Linked DNA regions of Arachis hypogaea: region 2 is linked to region 1. A link is a contact called in public Hi-C data. All regions are on one chromosome and are shown on one strand. Each heading gives the region's core, a stretch centred on a gene start, on an enhancer-like site or on the middle of the called end of the contact. The rest is flanking DNA. Distances are from core to core; before and after follow the strand shown. Region 1 holds the start of LOC112784591 (putative ABC1 protein At2g40090). Region 2 holds the start of LOC112782738 (nuclear pore complex protein NUP88).

What was found. A called contact is a pair of places that touch in the nucleus more often than the background predicts.
Region 2: a contact with region 1 is called in a Hi-C map of leaf, with 4 times the contacts expected there. The contact joins the promoter of LOC112782738 here to the promoter of LOC112784591 in region 1. A contact is called at or near these places in 2 of 8 Hi-C or Micro-C datasets (both in leaf).

Annotation. Positions count from the first base shown.
Region 1 is chr20:35,219,815-35,223,632 of arahy.Tifrunner.gnm2.J5K5, reverse strand. LOC112784591 (putative ABC1 protein At2g40090) reads left to right here and starts at 1,283. Exons shown (of 11, transcript XM_025827854.3): 1 at 1,283-1,510; 2 at 1,943-2,097; 3 at 2,235-2,360; 4 at 2,486-2,581; 5 at 2,714-2,814; 6 at 3,055-3,091. The coding sequence starts at 1,333.
Region 2 is chr20:35,486,469-35,490,398 of arahy.Tifrunner.gnm2.J5K5, reverse strand. LOC112782738 (nuclear pore complex protein NUP88) reads right to left here and starts at 2,131. Exons shown (of 10, transcript XM_025825290.3): 1 at 1,794-2,131; 2 at 40-402. The coding sequence starts at 327.

The DNA.
Region 1 (3,818 bases), core at 34-2,533:
CAGTGCTGAAAAAAAAATCGTGTATCAACCTAACTCTCTTCTTTCTAGAATACTTAAAGGTGAATACTTCAGATTTAATTCTATCCTTACAGCAGAAGTAAGGACCTTATCTTCTTGGAGTTGGCAAAATATTCTTGAAGGGAGGCGAGTTGTAAAGAAAGGCATTAGTTAAAAAGTAAGTTCTGATGACATCCGAATCTTATCCAAACCATGGCTCCCTCCTCCTTATCCCTTCACTGTTCCACCATCTGTGGTACTACTATCAGATAGTTACCATTTGTTATAGGTGAAAGACCTGTTTTTGTCAAATAAATCGTGGAACAAAGTATTAATCTCAAATCTTTTCCCTCCAAAAATTGTTAAGTGAATCCTCTCCATAACCCCAGGAGAAGGTGAAAACATAATTCAATGGATAATAAACAGAGGAAAAACATATGATGTTGTATCTGGGTACAAAATTGCTTACCAATTTTACCATAACTCCATTGAATTTTATCCAAACTTCATGCAACAGATGTCAGTTTGGAGTCATTTATAGAAGCTGAAAATTTCTCACAAGATTTTGCTCTTTGCGTGGAAAATTCTCCATAGTAAGCTTCTTGTTCTGCTTCTCATCCACCAACGGTTCCCATCCACTTCGACAACTTGTCTAATTTGCAAGTCAGCTCCAGAATCACTCATGCACTGTCTATTTTTCTGTGGAGACGCTAATCTAGTGTGGAAGAAAAATCCTTTGACTTATCTCATTCCAGATCATAGATGTTCCTTGTTCTTCGATTGGTGGAGGGATTTGGTGTTACAAACTGAATTTCAAGGAACAAGCCCAAAAAGAACTCGACTGATTTTGATTATAACTTGAAATATTTGGAAGGAGGAGTGTCGGCGAGTCTTCGAGCATGTCCAGAATCTCTGGAAAAAGTGCTAGCAACATCGCTTAAGTCACCAGGAACTATCTATTTTACCTTATGCATAGTGCCCTAAAATTTTTTTGTTATCTACTTTTCTATATTATTTTCTTCTTATAATTTTACCTGTTCACAAATATTTAAAAATCTCCTTTTTCTATTTTTTCTTATCCTAAATTTTAGACATTATATTTATTTTTCTATTGAATAAAATACTACTATCATCTAAAAAAAAAAAAGTGTTCTATATAAATGACTGATTGTATAACTAATTTTTATACTATCTAACATAGTTGTTTAAAAAATATTTCACAAATAAATAATTAAAAGATATCTTTTTTTGGTTTATTCATTTTATATATTATTTTTGCCACGAGAAGAGAACCTATTGTGACCAAAGTCACAACGACCAAACACGACCCTAAAGATGGGCTCATTATGGCGCGCAGGAAAGAAGCTCTCTCTTGTTGCCTCCGCCGCTGCCGGTGGCACCGCGGCAGCGCTCATTGCCACCTCTGACGACCCCGCAACAGCTCTCAGGCTCTGCGCCACCGTTCCCCACCGCCTCCTCCGCGACGCCGTCACTGCCGCCAACATTGCGTTCGGTAAATAAACTGTAGATCTAACAGAAACTTCGTGGTTCCCGAAGTTTCTGCAAATTCAAAAATTCTTATCAGTTTTATCGATTATTTATTTATTTGTTTGTTTATTTATTTGTTTTTGGCTTCAAAGCTCAATCCTACTTCTTTTACCTTATTGAATTCTGTAAATTTGGATGCTAGTTTTGAGTTTGGGTTTCTATTGCTAAAAGTTTGTTTGGGGTTAAAGTGATTGACAATGTTGCACATCAATTTGTATTGTCTTTACCTTATTTGAATTAATAGTTCAAATTTGAATTAAGGTTTTGAGTTGTGAATTATGAATTTATGATGTTTCTACGCGTGTTTTCACATTGGTTTATTCACAGACATTATTTTTTCAGTGAGAATGAAGCTTGGAATAATGAAATGTGGTTTGCTGTGTCGTTGTTTTGTTAGATTATGAATATTCACTGCGTGGATTGCGGGAGGGAAGCATTGAGAGGGAGATGGTCAAGCATGAAGTTCACCTCCGGTCAGCAGAGAAACTTCGAGACTTGTGTTTTAAGAATGGTGGGATTTATATAAAGCTTGGGCAGCATCTTGGGCAGTTGGTATACTTCCTTTGCCTCTCCTTTTTGTTTGAATAGAAAAAAATATATGGTGATAACTGACTTTACCAATTGCAATCGTCCTCAGTGATGCAAAGGGAATACTCTGTTTGTTCTTTTATATGTTTATTTATGAACAGGAGTACTTGGTTCCTCAAGAGTATGTTATAACATTGAGGGAATCTATGCTAAATAGATGTCCAGTTTCTTCATATGAGCAAATATGTGAAGTATTCAAGAGGGAGCTTGGAGACACACCGGAAAATGTATAAATATTTTTGTTTGATTCATTTGTCCTTTATGTGTGTTATTTTTCTCCAGTCATGGTTGCGACTTTTCTCTTGAAATATTACTATTGTGGTGGATGAGTTTTGCTTTTTTAATTGTGTAGATATTTGCTGAGTTTGACCCAATTCCAATAGCAAGTGCTTCCCTTGCACAAGTCCATGTAGCCCGCACACATGATGGCCAAAAAGTTGCTGTGAAGGTTAAAAATAATGCTAATATTTCTTGATCATCTATTATTGAATATTTTGAATCATCTTTCTTCTGCATGAACATGTGTGTTAGTGTTTTTGCTGGGAATATCTTCATTTAAAATTTATCTGTTGTTGTTCAGGTTCAGCATGCTCACATGACTGAGACTGCAGCTGCAGATCATGCCACAGTGGAATTGGTTGTGAACACTCTGCATAGGTTTTTTCCCAGTTTTGATTATAGGTAAGTAGGGCTATAATACTATTGGCTAAGGAATTTACAGATGTCATGACTAGGAAACATTTGGAAGTCATCCAAGTCTGAACAACCACAACTGATGGATTGTATCTATTTTTTCGAAACAGCCTGATTGCCCTAAAATTTAAACTCTGAGTTGTCTCTTTAGTAAGAATTATTGATCATCAGTTACCTAGTTGCTTTGAATTCATGATTTATCAAACATTTGTTCATATCTGTCTGCAGGTGGTTGATTGATGAGATTAATGACAGTTTACCCAAGGTAAGTTGATTGTAACTTGAAAGCAATGCCTATGCCTAAAATATATCCATGCTTATTTGGGTGCTCTGCCTTCAATTTACAAAGATGGCATTAATATTGTATCTATACTTATATATTATTTCCTATTAATTCAATTTTGTGTGAAGAAGTTGGAATTTGGCATGCAGTTAAGAGGTTTGACCAAAAATGATCATGGGAACCTTAAATAAATTTTAAAATGTGGTCACAGCATCATTCTATATTTCTGTTAGTAAATATCGAAAAGAATATACTTTTTATGCTTGCTATTTCTCTTGCAATACATATACGGTAAAATAATTGACTATGTAGTTTTTTCTTGAACTATTGTGCTTTGAGTGTTAATCCTCCAACATATTGCATACCACAAATAAATGAGTTTTATATTATGATCAAGTTTTCATGTGACCGTGGTGGTTTATCTTCATCCTTGGATTCTGTTAGTTAAATTGAGCTCTGTTTATTTGGTTCCATTGCTCATTGAGATACAATATTGATCTCTTTATATTGAAGTTTTACACTGTTTACTTTGTCAAAATAATCAATTATATTTGAATATTTGACAATCGTTTGCGATATACAAAATTTTTACTTATTTAATTTCATGTTAACCTGGTTTCGTCATATGGCTGCAACATATACGATGCTAACGTGACATACATTTGTTTTAGTCATGAGTTTTTCCTGATATATGTAAGATTTGGCGTAT
Region 2 (3,930 bases), core at 882-3,381, 270 kb before region 1:
AATGAAAAACCCTAGAGTAAAGCAAAAGCGAGGGAGCACCTTCGAGGGGGAAGAGGCGAGAACGGAGGTAGGGTCGGGGTCGCCGAGGCGGAGAGAGAGGCGGTGGAGAGAGTTGGCGTGGTAGTCCCAGAAATAGAGGCGGGAGGCTCCGTCCCATGCGAGAAGGTTCCTGGAGGAAGTGGGGGATGTTGCGGCAGCGCATGAGGTGGAGAAGAGAGGGTGTTTGGGGAGTGGGACCCATTCGAGTTCATCTGTGGGAGTAAGAGTTAGAGGAGAACGTTTTGGTTGAGGACTTGGATCCGATGATGGATCGAGAGTGATCCTCATGGCGCCTTCACGTTTGAACTCTCCACACTCACTCGTACACGATCACTGCCACTTTCTTCTCGTTCTGGCAAGGTTCTGAAAACCGGACCAGTCATCAAACCGTTCTAGTCACTAGTTCACTAGTTTACTGGTCCAACCAGTTCAACCGTGGTCTAACCGGAAAAACCGTTTTATAATAAAATAATAAATAAATTATAAATAAATACTCTAAAACATAGTTATAGTGCAACATAAATTTTAATGTCTTCCAAATATAAAGTACTACATCAACCAAAATCTAATTTAACATTTGATTTCATAATTATTAACAATATCATTCAATATATCACTATTGAACTCGTTAAGATAGTCACAAAAAACCAAAAAAAAAATCATTGAATTAACCAAATCAATAACAAATATTCAATCATCTACTCATAGCCAAGCTCAGCATCATAGCATGATAAATCAGCAACAGCCAATAATGTAACCATAAATTTCCAATCTCAAGGGCAAGATACCAAATTATCATTGAATCAGAAGGCAAAGAACTCTTGTTGTTATTGATTTCATCCAATCTTGATCTCATCCATGAAAAGGGCCAATGAAGGGTGACAAGCCTCATCAAGCTCCTAAGGCTTGCCATTCTTGGGGCTGCCAACATTCCTCTTTGAGGTAACATGCCATTTTCACTCCCTATAAGCAACTGGACATAAGAAACATTCTCCACCTTCAAGTTTCAGTTTGGCATATCCCATCTATCTATCTATCTAATAACAAAATTTTCAGCCAAATTTTAACAAAGTTTCAGCACATTCTTAATAGAGAGTAACAAACTCTTCCAAATCTTTCTGATGTTAAGCATATTAGAAAAATAAATCCAACTTTCAGGAGCCAGTAACAAAATCATGAAATTTGAACAACATCAAATACAGACCAAAACCATAATCAGAAAAATCAATGTCTAATCTTATTATTTATAAACATATTCAAAAAGGGCGGACACTCACAAATTTAGCATGATTTTGAAGTAGAACAAGAATGAAGGCAGATGAAATCAGTGGTAACAAGATGGCAAGGCACGACAGAAACAGCAACAGAGGTAGCAGCACTGGCAGTTCAACAAGAGACTAAACAGAGACTAAACAGCACCAGACCACACTAACAGTAGCTCTCAAAGGATAAACCCAATCAAAAACACCATTACCAACAGCACAAGAGACTAAACAGAGCCAAGAATCAAGAACAATCACCATCCAGCAACAAACATTACAAAACAGAGCATAAACTAACCACACTAAACCAGCATAAAATCAGCAGCAGTTCAACAAAAATTTCAGAAATTAAAAAAAAAACAGCAGCAGCACAAAATTTCAATAATGATTTGGATTCCAACTTTCCATTAATCCATTCACACTTTCACATTCAGAAATCACTCAACAGAGCATAAAAGGAAGAACCGAAGAAGTGAAAGCAGTGCCACTAACCTTCGACGGAGAGACGGACGGCGAGCGGCGAGCGGCGACACGACGCGAGCGGCGAGCCGCGACACGACGGCGAGCTGCTCCAAGCCTCGAACAGAGAAGCCGGAGGATGGGGACGACGTGCCGAGCTATAGCCTACAAGAGAGGGCTTGGGTTCGGGATAGGGGGAGAGAGGAAGTCACGGACGGCGTCGACAACACGGACGGCGGCGGCACTGCGGCAGAACCGTTGAGGAGGAAGCTAGGGTTTTGGTTTGGTAACGTTGATTTTTGGGCTTCAGATGAGGGGTGAGACTCACGAATGCGAAGGGGGGGTGACCGGGAGTGACATTTTTTTTATTTTTTTAAATTCCAAAACGGCGCCGTTTATACCGGATGGTTTCCAATCCGGTCCAACTGACCGGTTCCCGTCCGGTTCAGCAGTTTTCAAACGGTTTTCAAATGAGCGGTTATAGACAGCAGACCATACCTTTTTCTCGCCAGTTTCCGGTTGAACTATCGGTCCGATTCGGTTTTTAGAACCATACTTTCTGGCTCGTCATGGGTTACCAAACGTCGTCATATACTCAGTTTAGTTGGAATCTCAATTTAACTCTTAAATTTTTTTGATATTACAGATTCTAATCAATCTTACAAAATTTATATTAGGTCTGATAATTTTACAATTTAAATCTTGTTACAATATTATATTTTACATACTTAATTTATTTTTTTCAATTTCACATAAAATTTAAATTTTCTCTCTAGTAGAAAGAATTGCTTTATTATTTTTTTACTAATTACTTTTTTAATTTAATTTTTATACACAGTTGATACTACTGCTAAACAAGTTTTATATAAATAATAAATTTATATTGTAAATAATAATTAATTTTTAAATTTATTATTTAATTATCTAAATACATAAATTTAATTAGATATGTCAATATATAAAAATTAATTTTTTTAATAAGATGGATTAGACAATTTTCCATCTTAGACACCACAAACTTACATACACAGTTCACACATTTAGAATATGTGGTTCAAGTATTACTTTGTTACTCAGATTCCATTTCTATGGGAATCAAATATACCTAAGGATGTGTGTGGTTCAAAGATTAAATTTTATTACCAAGTAATCTCATTTCTAGGCATTATATTCCTAGGAATGAGATTACTTGGAATATATGATTCCCATATTTGGTTGTAAAATTTAATACATTGGAATATTATGTAATAATCCTAGGAATGACTAAATTTTTGTTTGATTGAGTTTAAATATCTTGGTCATATTATGTAATATGTCAAAATTACCCTTAATCATTCAAATTAAAATATTAATGACTAAAAGTTTAATATTTTTTAAATTTACTAAAATACCCCTAATAACAAATATCTTAGTTAAAATTATTATTAATTCTAAATTTTTTTAAATTTACTAAAATACCCCTAATAACAAATATGTTTAGTTAAAATTATTATTGATTTTAATTTTTTTAAATTTACTAAAATACCCCTAATAACAAATATGTTTAGTTAAATTATTATTGACTCTAAATTTTTTACTAAAATACCCCTAATAACAAATATGTTTAGTTAAAATTATTATTGACTCTAAATTTTTTTAAATTTACTAAAATACCCTTAATATCAAATATCTTTAGTTAAATTATTATTGATTCTAAATTTTTTTAAATTTACTAAAATATTCCTAATAACAAATATCTTTAGCTAAATTATTATCGACTCTAAATTTTATCTCTACTAATAAATTTACTATAATACCCTTAATAACAAATGTTTAATTAAAATCAATTTTATCATAATTAAATTAGTGACTATGACAATGTAAAAGGAGCAGTGTTCATCTCAGATGATCCTCAACTAACTGAATGGTGGCATCTCTATTCTCCTAGCATTATAATTACTTCCAAAGATGCAAAATCTATGATCAATTATATACAAAGCAACAAAATTCCAAAATCCACCATCAATTGTCAACAAACATTTATTGGAATCAAGCCATCACCAGTTGCTACACATTCTAGTTCAAGAGGAACTTTAACTAGTTTTCCATGAATCTTAAAACCTGATATAATGGCATCAGGAACTAGGGTTTTAGCTACTTATATTCCTCACAAAACAACAGCAACAATTGG